Linked DNA regions of Sus scrofa: all the other regions are linked to region 2. Evidence: chromatin contacts called from public HiChIP or PLAC-seq data. All regions are on one chromosome and are shown on one strand. Each heading gives the region's core, a stretch centred on a gene start, on an enhancer-like site or on the middle of the called end of the contact. The rest is flanking DNA. Distances are from core to core; before and after follow the strand shown.

Evidence for each region. HiChIP or PLAC-seq counts read pairs in DNA pulled down with a chosen protein or histone mark.
Region 1: an H3K27ac HiChIP or PLAC-seq map of alveolar macrophages shows a contact between it and region 2. The contact joins two enhancer-like sites. A contact is called at or near these places in 4 of 47 Hi-C or Micro-C datasets (embryonic fibroblasts, skeletal muscle and subcutaneous adipose tissue) and 1 of 2 datasets of contacts at active chromatin or transcription factors (alveolar macrophages).
Region 3: an H3K27ac HiChIP or PLAC-seq map of alveolar macrophages shows a contact between it and region 2. The contact joins two enhancer-like sites. A contact is called at or near these places in 1 of 47 Hi-C or Micro-C datasets (epiblast stem cells) and 1 of 2 datasets of contacts at active chromatin or transcription factors (alveolar macrophages).

The regions. Positions count from the first base shown.
Region 1 is chr6:166,499,279-166,502,154 of Sscrofa11.1, reverse strand. The region is part of intron 2 of PTCH2 (protein patched homolog 2); the gene reads right to left. Among named protein-coding and RNA genes, the nearest start is that of PTCH2, 9.1 kb to the right of the region's middle. Within about 2 kb of position 1,509, at least 13 of the 83 cell types and tissues checked have an H3K27ac peak or open chromatin away from gene starts, as enhancers often do. A contact at or near this core is called in alveolar macrophages, where this site is marked.
Region 2 is chr6:166,285,822-166,288,954 of Sscrofa11.1, reverse strand. The region is part of intron 4 of ZSWIM5 (zinc finger SWIM domain-containing protein 5); the gene reads right to left. Among named protein-coding and RNA genes, the nearest start is that of UROD, 43 kb to the left of the region's middle. Within about 2 kb of position 1,379, at least 10 of the 83 cell types and tissues checked have an H3K27ac peak or open chromatin away from gene starts, as enhancers often do. A contact at or near this core is called in alveolar macrophages, where this site is marked.
Region 3 is chr6:166,464,100-166,467,040 of Sscrofa11.1, reverse strand. All of the region lies in intron 10 of EIF2B3 (translation initiation factor eIF-2B subunit gamma), which reads right to left. Among named protein-coding and RNA genes, the nearest start is that of PTCH2, 26 kb to the left of the region's middle. Within about 2 kb of position 1,475, at least 2 of the 83 cell types and tissues checked have an H3K27ac peak or open chromatin away from gene starts, as enhancers often do. A contact at or near this core is called in alveolar macrophages, where this site is marked.

The sequences.
Region 1 (2,876 bases), core at 260-2,759, 210 kb before region 2:
GGGATCCCTGACCCACTGAGTGAGGTCAGGGATCAAACCCACATCCTCATGGATGCTAGTCGGATTTGTTTCCGCTGTGCCACAACGGGAACTCCTCCAGTCCCACTTTGTCTATTTTTTTCTTTTTGTCTTTTTAGGGCTGCACCCGCAGCATTGGAGGTTCCCAGGCTAGGGGTCGAATCGGAGCTGTAGCTGCCAGCCTACACCACGGCCACAGCAACATGGGATCTGATTCTCATCTGCAACTTACACCACGGCTCATGGCAACGCTGGATCCCTGACCCACTAATCGAGGCCAGGGATCCCACCTGAATCCTCATGGATGCTAGTCGGGTTTGTTTCCACTAAGCCATGACAGGAACTTCCTTTTTGTCCTTTTTATGGCCATGCCTGGGGCACATCGAAGTCCCCGGGCTAAGGGTCAAATTGGAGCTGCAGCTGCCAACCTATACCACAGCCATGGAGACACTGGATTCGAGCTGCATCTTCGACTTACTCTGCAGCTTGCAGCAACCTGGGATCCTTAACCCACGAAGTGAGGCCAGGGATCAAACCTGTCCCCTCGCAGACACTATGTTGGGTTCTTAACCTGCTGATCTTTTTCTTTAAAAACTTTTTTTGGCTGTGCCTGTGGCGTGTGGAAGTTCCTGGGCCAGGGATCAAACCCATGCCACAGCAGCAACCTGAGCTGCAGTGACAATGCCAGATCCTTTACTCACTGCACCACAAGGGAACTCCAGAAGAATGCATTCTGACCCATCTACTACAAGAATGTAGTTGGGGGAGTTCCCATCGTGGCTCCGTGGTAAACGAACCTGACTAGTATCCATGAGGACTCCGGTTTGATCCCTGGCCCTGCCCAGTGGGTTAAGGATCTGACGTTGCCATGAGCTGCAGTGTAGATGGCAGACAAGGCTCAGATCTGGCACTGCTATAGCTGTGGTATAGCCCAGCAGCTACAGCTCCGATTCGACCCCTAGCCTGGGAACCTCCATGTGCTGTGGGTACGGCCCTAGAAAGGCAAAAAAAAAAAAAAAATGTAATTGGGTATAATATTTGGGGGAAAGCAATACTGCAATTATTTCAAGCCCCTCAGAAATGTTCATAATCTCTGGTTCAGAAATTTCAGACATAAGGACCTGTAAGCTCGGTAGAGACTCAGGTTGTCTCTGTGTGAAATGGGAGCCATGGCAGGTTTTGAGAAGAGAAGCGAGGTGACCTGATGTTTTCATCACCTGACCATATACTCTGGAACTGAGCTGTGAATGATGGCTGGGATTTGGCCGGGGAAGAAGTCAGGATGAGGGGTCTGGACCAGGCGTAGGCAGGGAGCTGTCAGAGGCTCAGGGTTGCTGGGGTGCTAAGAGTGAGGCGGAGACGCTGCTGGAGAAGCAGCCCAGAGTGTGATAAGGAGCTTGAACTTGGTTCTAGGGAGTCCCCAGGACCTAGGAGGGTGGTGGAAGGGCTCTAAGCAGGGGACTGGCTCGGCCAGATTTAGAGACACCACAGGAGGGCAGTGTGGAGGCAGATTTGAAGGAGAGCGGGAAAGAAAATCAACTCCCAGCCCTTGAATTCCTGGAGAACTCGGACAACCCTAGGGATTCAGGGCAGCGGGGCCCCTCCCCAGCCTTAGGAGGTGAAATTTGATTAGTCTAAGAACTCAAAGTAATTCCACCGCCTTTGCCAAGGGAAGAATTTAGGCATAGGATGCTACACAGTTTTTGACAAAGCAACCAAATGGAAGTCCGTGGGGGTGGAGACGGATGGCTGGTAAATTTTTCCTCACTTTCTTTCTTTTTTTTTTTTGGCTGTGCCCATGCATGGCATGTGGAAGTTTCTGGGCCAGGGACTGAACCCGCATCACAGCAGTGACCTGAGCCTGAGCTGCTTAACCCACTGAGCCACAAGGGAAATCCTTTCTCTCATTTTCAAAAAGGGATGCAGGACAGGGGTGACTTCCCTTTCCTGCCACTGCAGCGGGCACCTCGGGAGGAGGCGCCAGGCCCAAGGACAAGAGCCCAGCTCTCAGGACGTAAAGGAGAAAAGAGAAAGAAACTGGGTCCTTGCTGAGGTCCTTCAACTGCTGAATCAGCCATCCTGGAACTTCTCTGCTGTCTTCTGCCAGACTTCCTGGTGGGGGGTAAGTCAGTCTCCCTCTTTCCCTTTCTCTCTTTTTCACGAGACTAAAACCGTCCTCAACGATGCATTCGGGGGATACGGCCAGGCCTCACCCAGAGCAGCGGCCATGAGGGTGGAAAGGAGGGGACTGTTATGAGAGAGGCTGAGAAGGAAGACCTGGGAGTTCCTGCTGTGACCAAAAAAAAAGGAAGAACTGGCTGCTTAGTAATGAATCAGATGAGCAAGAAGTACTAAGGCTGACGCTGAAGGTTTCCGCTTTGAGTATCCAGTGAACAGTGGCTCCACCAATTGATATGCGGCTGTGCCCTGCCTTCTAGATAGAAGGGCTGCCTGTTCCTTATCTCCAGGGACAGCTCCAACTCCGAACTATCTCTATCACTGTTCCTGTAAGTACTAGTTGGGCTATATGTTGTGATTTTTCTTTATTTTTACTATTATTTTTTGTCTTTTTAGGGCCACACCCACAGCATATGGAGGTTCCCAGGCTAGGGGTCTAATCGGAGCTGTAGCCGCCAGCCTACACCACAGCCACAGCAACGCGGGATCCAAGCCGCATCCACAAACTACACCGAAGCTCAAGGCAACGCTGGCTTCTTTAATGCACTGAGCTCCCTTTGAGTCCTTTAGCTTTAAAATTGATCAGGAAGAAGTTCCCGTCGTGGCGCAGTGGTTAACGAATCCGACTAGGAACCATGAGGTTGCGGGTTCGGTCCCTGCCCTTGCTCAGTGGGTGAAGG
Region 2 (3,133 bases), core at 130-2,629:
CTACAGCCACAGCAACGCTGGATCAGAGCCAAGCCGAGACCAACACCGCAGCTCAGGGCAATGCCAGATCCTTAACCCACTGAGAGAGGCCAGGGATTGAACCCGCATCTTCATGGATGCTAGGCAGGCTTGTTAATCACTGAGCCACGATGAGAACTGCAGCAGGATCTAACTTTAGTCATCAGGAATTCTTATTTCCTAGGCCCTGAAATATTAAAAAGAGGAATCCCTAGAAAGTGAGTACTTTCACTTTAAAGTGAGTTTTCTGGAGTTCCCGTTGTGGCGCAGCAGAAAAGAATCCAACTAGGAACCACAAGGTTGGGAGTGTAGGTTGCAGACACAGCTTGGATCTGGAGTTGCTGTGGCTGTGGTGTAGGCCAGCAGCCATAGCTATGAATATACCCCTAGCCTGGGAACCTCCATATGCCACGGGTGCGGCCCTAAAAAGACAAAAGACGAAATAAATAAAGAAAGTGAGTTTTCTGCTTTATTAAGTCATCATGGATTTGTTTCAAAAACAACTCAGAGGGAGTTCCCGTCGTCGTGGCGCAGTGGTTAACGAATCCGACTAGGAACCATGAGGTTGTGGGTTCGATCCCTGCCCTTGCTCAGTGGGTTAACGATCGGCGTTGCCATGAGCTGTGGTGTAGGTCACAGACGCGGCTCGGATCCCGCGTTGCTGTGGCTCTGGCGTAGGCTGGCAGCTACAGCTCCAATTAGACCCCTGGCCTGGGAACCTCCCATATGCCGCGGGAGCGGCCCAAGAAATAGCAAAAAAAAAAAAAAGACAAAGAAAACAACTCAGAGATTGTTCCATCTTGAAGAAAGAGGCAAGGCGAAAAACCCTACTGGTATCTACATATAACAGCACTCATGAGGAATGCTACAGTATCCAAAAACTATTTTCTACTGACTTAAAAAAAAGTGTCAAAAACTCTAAGCAAATGCAGCTACTATGGAAGTTAAAATTTTACATAATGATAATACATTAAATATAAACATAAAATAATAGCTATAGTTTACTTCTTTTAATGGGCTATGCATTCTATTAAGCACTTTATAGATACTATTCAGTCTTCCAGCTCTGCAGGGCAATAGGGCTTGCCCTGGGTATACAATAGAGCACAGAGGGAACCCAGCATGACTCAGATCTTCTTCTGGAGCAACTAGATACATCTTGCTACCATATACTGAGACAGGGGAAGCGAGGGGAAAATCAGGCTTTGGTGGGAAAATTAAGAGTCTGTGAGGTCATGTTAAGTTTGAAATGTTTCTTAGAAGTGGTGGGAAGCTGGACAGTGAGTCCACTGCTGAGGAGAACGGTCAGGGGTGAGTTTGTGACTCAGCTAGATGGTATTTAAAGCCTTGGGTCTGAATACGCAGACAGGGAAGTGGGTAGAGCAGAATCCTCAGTATTTAGAAGAGGGAGGGGGAGCAGAGGAGCCTGTAAAGCAGCTTGACAGAAAGTAGCCAGAAATGCTGGAGGAAAGCCAAGAGGATACAGGGTGATAGAAGCCCAGAGAGCATGTTTCAAGAAGGGTATGGTCACTTTTACCGAAGACTGCGAAGAGGTCAAATAAGAACAGCTGTGAAGTGACCACTGTATTTAGCGAATATGGAAGTCACTGGTGATTCTGACAAGAGCTCCCTGTCCACAGAGTGGCAGCTATAGCAGTGGAAGCTCAATTGCAGTGGAAAGAGTGACGTCAGACAAGATTTTCAGGAAGGGCTGTTCTTTTTTTTTTTTTTTTTTTTTTTGTCTTTTTGCCTTTTCTAGGACCATTCCCGAGGCATATGGAGGTTCCCAGGCTCGGGGTCTAACCCGAGCTACAGCTGCTGGCCTATGCCACAGCCACAGCCACGCGAGATCTGAGTGGCATCTGCAACCTACACCACAGCTTACGGCAACGCCGGATCCTCAATCCACTGAGCAAGGCCAGGGATCGAACCTACAACCTCATGGTTCTTAGTCGGATTCGTTAACCACTGAGCCATGACGGGAACTCCATCAGGAAGGGTTGTTCTGAAGGGAAGAAGAGAAATGGGGTAGTAATTAGACGGGGATGGAAATATCAAGGCACTTTTCTTTTCTTTTTTTTTGGGAGGGGGGCATGGCTGCTGCATGAGGAAGTTCCCAGGCCAGGAAATGACTCCAAACCACAGAAGTGACAATGCCAAATCCTTATCTGCTAGGCTACCAGGAAACTCCAAAGGCACTTTTTTTTTTTTTTTGAGGTTGAAAATATTAGAGCATATTGGTATGCTGATGAGATTGATCCAGCAATCTCCCTGCTGACAAAGAAATTAATGATGCCAGAGAAAGGAGGAATTATAGGAGCATAATTCTTGAGAAAAGGAAACAGCCCAGGGCCTAGAGAAACTGTGTTAGGATTGGTTTTTTAATGAGAGCAGAGATACTTTATAGATTTTAAAAGAAGAGAAAGCTGTAGTTCCTGCTGTGGCACAGTGAGTTAAGAATCCGACTGCAGCAGCTCAGGTTGCAGTGGAGGCGTGGTGGTTCAATCCCTGGCCTGGCACAGTGGGCTAAAGGGATCTGGCATCGCCACAGCTGCGGCATAGGTCTCAGCTGTGACTAAGATTCAATACCTGGCCTGGGAACTTCCATATGCTGCTAGCGTGGCCATAAAAAGAGAGAGAGATAGAGAGAGAGAGAGAGAGAGAGAGAGAGAGCGCACAAGCTTATGTGTACAGATGGGGGAGATAAGAAAACTTCACGTTTGGACCTAGAGACGGTCATGTCTGATTGCTGCTATTATCTCTGGTTCAGGAAGTGAAAATAGTGAGCCCACGCCTCCGAGTTCCTGCAGCGGAGCAGACTGCATGACCAGTAAGGAGCCCTCGGAGTAGTCAGGGGAAGCAGCAATGTACTTGCTCTTGTGTTGGACCCAATAAAGCTTCCCCTTAGTTTGGTGTTTTAAAAATATGGTGTCTGGAACTGTGGCATCAGCATCTTCAGGGAATTTGGTTGGAAATGCAAACTAACAGGCCCTATTTTCAACCCATGTAATCAGAAACTCTGGAGATAGGGCCCAGGAACATGTTTAAACAAGTACTCCAGGTGATTTTGAGACATTCTGCAGAATGCTGAGTTTCTTGGAAGGGTGATACAGCA
Region 3 (2,941 bases), core at 226-2,725, 180 kb before region 2:
CAGTTTTAGGCATCTTCCTCACTATGGAAGATGAGGTGTTCGCTCGCCGCTCCCTTTTTCCCTTTCTGCCCTTCACTCTTTCAGTATAGTTATAGCATAATTTGGGTCAATGATCAATGTTTATTATGACTACATAAGTCACATTTCTTTCTTTCTTTCTTTCTTTCTTCTTTCTTTCTTTCTTTCTTTCTTTCTTTCTTTCTTTCTCTCTCTCTCTCTCTCTCTCTTTCTTTCTCTCTCTCTCTTTCTCCTCTCTCGCTCTCTTTCTCCTCTCTCTTTTTTTTTTTTGTAGATCAGATTTTTTTTTTTTTTTTGCCTTTTCTAGTTCCGCTCTCACGGCACATGGAAGTTCCCAGGCTAGGAGTCTAATCGGCGCTGTAGCCACCAGCCTATGCCAGCGCCGCAGCAATGCAGGATCCTTAACCCAAAGAGCAAGGCCAGAGATCGAACCCGAAACCCCATGGTTCCTAGTCAGATTCATTAACCACTGTGCCACGACGGGAACTCCCAGATTTTTTTTAAATTTTCTTTTCCCATTGTACAGCAAGGGGATCAAGTTATCCTTACATGTATACATTACTTTTTTTCCCCCCACCCTTTGTTCTGTTGCAATATGAGTATCTAGACATAGTTCTCAATGCTACTCAGCAGGATCTCCTTGTAAATCTATTCTAAGTTGTGTCTGATAAGCCCAAACTCCCGATCTCTCTTTCTTTCTTTCTCCTCCCTCCCTCCCTCTCTCTCCCTCTCTCTCCCTCTCCCTCTCTCTCTGTCTCTCTCTCTCGCCTTTTTTAGGGTTAAAAGTGTGGCATGTGAAGGTTCCCGGGCTGGTGGTCTAATCAGAGCTGTAGCCGCCAGCCTACACCAGAGCCACAGCAATGCGGGATCCGAGCCTCGTCTGCAACTTACACCACAGCTCATGGAATGCTGGATCCTCAACCCACTGAACGAGGCCAGGGATTAAACCTGCATCCTCATGGATCCTGGTCGGTTTTGATAACTGCTGAGCCACAAAGGGAACTCCTGTAAATTCTAATTCATAGTTGAGAAACAGCAAACTGCGATGCCTTTTCCTTTCTTACACAACTTTTATTTTTTTGCTTCTTAGGGCCACACCCACGGCATATGGAAGTTCCCAGGCTAGGGGTCAAATCGGAGTTACAGCTGCTGGCCTACACCACAGCTCTCGGCAACTCCAGATCCTTAATCCACTGAGCGAGGCCAGGGATTGAACCCATGTCCTAATGGATCCTAGTCGGGTTCATTAACCGCTGAGCCACAAAGGAAATTCCACAACTTAAAAAAATCAAAACCAAAACCAACAGTTAATAATTGTTTTGTTTTTGTTAGATAGTGTTCTATGTTATTAATAATTCAAACCCAACTTTTAGCTGGTTGCCTACATCTTTCAAGATGTTTATATGTATCTGGCATTTTATCAGTTTCATCTTTCTGATTAATGTTTCCTGGATTCCATTCTGGACCATCTGCTCCCTTTATGCTTCATGCATGGCTGTCATCCTTGGATCTGCCTTTGCTATTGTGCCATGGATTCCCTTTTTGCCTTTTCTGACTTGGATCTCTTACTTGCTATCTATTTCCTTTTCGTTTACTTTTCATTTTCATGGAACACACCTTTTCATGCCTGAAAATGTCTTTATTCTACTGACATACTTGATTAATACTTAGTTTGAGTATAGAATTCTAAGTTGATACTAATTCTCCTTCAGAATTTTGAAGGTATTGTTCTAATATCTTCTAATTTTCATTGCTGCTCCTGATAAGCCCATTCTGGTTCCTGATTAGTTGTGCATGGCCTATTCACTTCTCTTTGTAAGCTTATAGCATGCTTTGTCTCTGACATTCTGAAATTTCACAATGATGTGGGTTTTTTTGTTTTTGTTTTTGATGTGGGTTTATTTTTACCATTGTGCTGGGCCCTTAGCAGGTCCTTTCATTCTGTAAATTCCTATCTTTCAATTCTGGAACATTTCCTTATATTATTTCTTTCTTTCTTTTTTCTTTTTCTTTTTTTTTTTTGCTTTTTAGGGCCATACTCGCAGCATATGGAGGTTCCTAGGCTAGGAGTCAAATCAGAGCTAGAGCTGCCAGCCCACAGCCACACAGGATCCTTAACGCACTGAGTGAAACGGCCAGGGATCGAACTTGCAATGTCATGTTACTAGTTGGATTCGTTTTGCTGTGCCACAAAGGGAACTCCAGTTCCTTTTTAATTTCTTTCTTTCTTTCTTTTTTTTTTTTTGCTTTTTAGGGCCGCACCCCCAGCATATGAAGGTTCCCAGGCCAGGGGTCTAATCGGAGCTGTAGCTGCTGGCCACAGCCACAGCAATGTGGGATCCGAGCCAAGTCTGTGACCTACACCACAGCTCCCGGCAACACCAGATCTTTAACCCACTGAGAGAGGCCAGGGATCGAACTTGCAACCTCATGTTACTAGTTGGATTCGTTTCTGCTGCATCACAAAGGGAACACCAGTTTCCTAAGTAATTTCTCTACTCTCTTTTTATGGAACTCCTCTTTGGATGTTGGACATCCTGGACTAGTTCTCTCATATTCTATCATTTCTCTTTTATATTCTCTTTGTCTTTTTGGTCTACTTTCTGGGAAATTTCAAATTTATATTCTTTTATTGAGGTGTTCCTTCTTGTTATCGTATTTTAAATTTCCTAGAGTTTGTTTTTTGTTCTTTAAAATGACAGGTTGTTTGAAAGTATTTTTCTCTACCTGTAGCGTCTCCGTCTTTCTCTCTTTTTTTTGGCTGTGCCTGCAGCATGCGGAAGTTCCCTGGATAGAGAATGAATCCATGCCACAGCAGTGACAATGCTGGATCCTTACCCACTGAGCCACCAGGGAACTCTTCTGTCCCTTTTTTTAGTTGAGTATAGTTGATTTACAGTGTTGTGTCAATTTCTGCTGTATA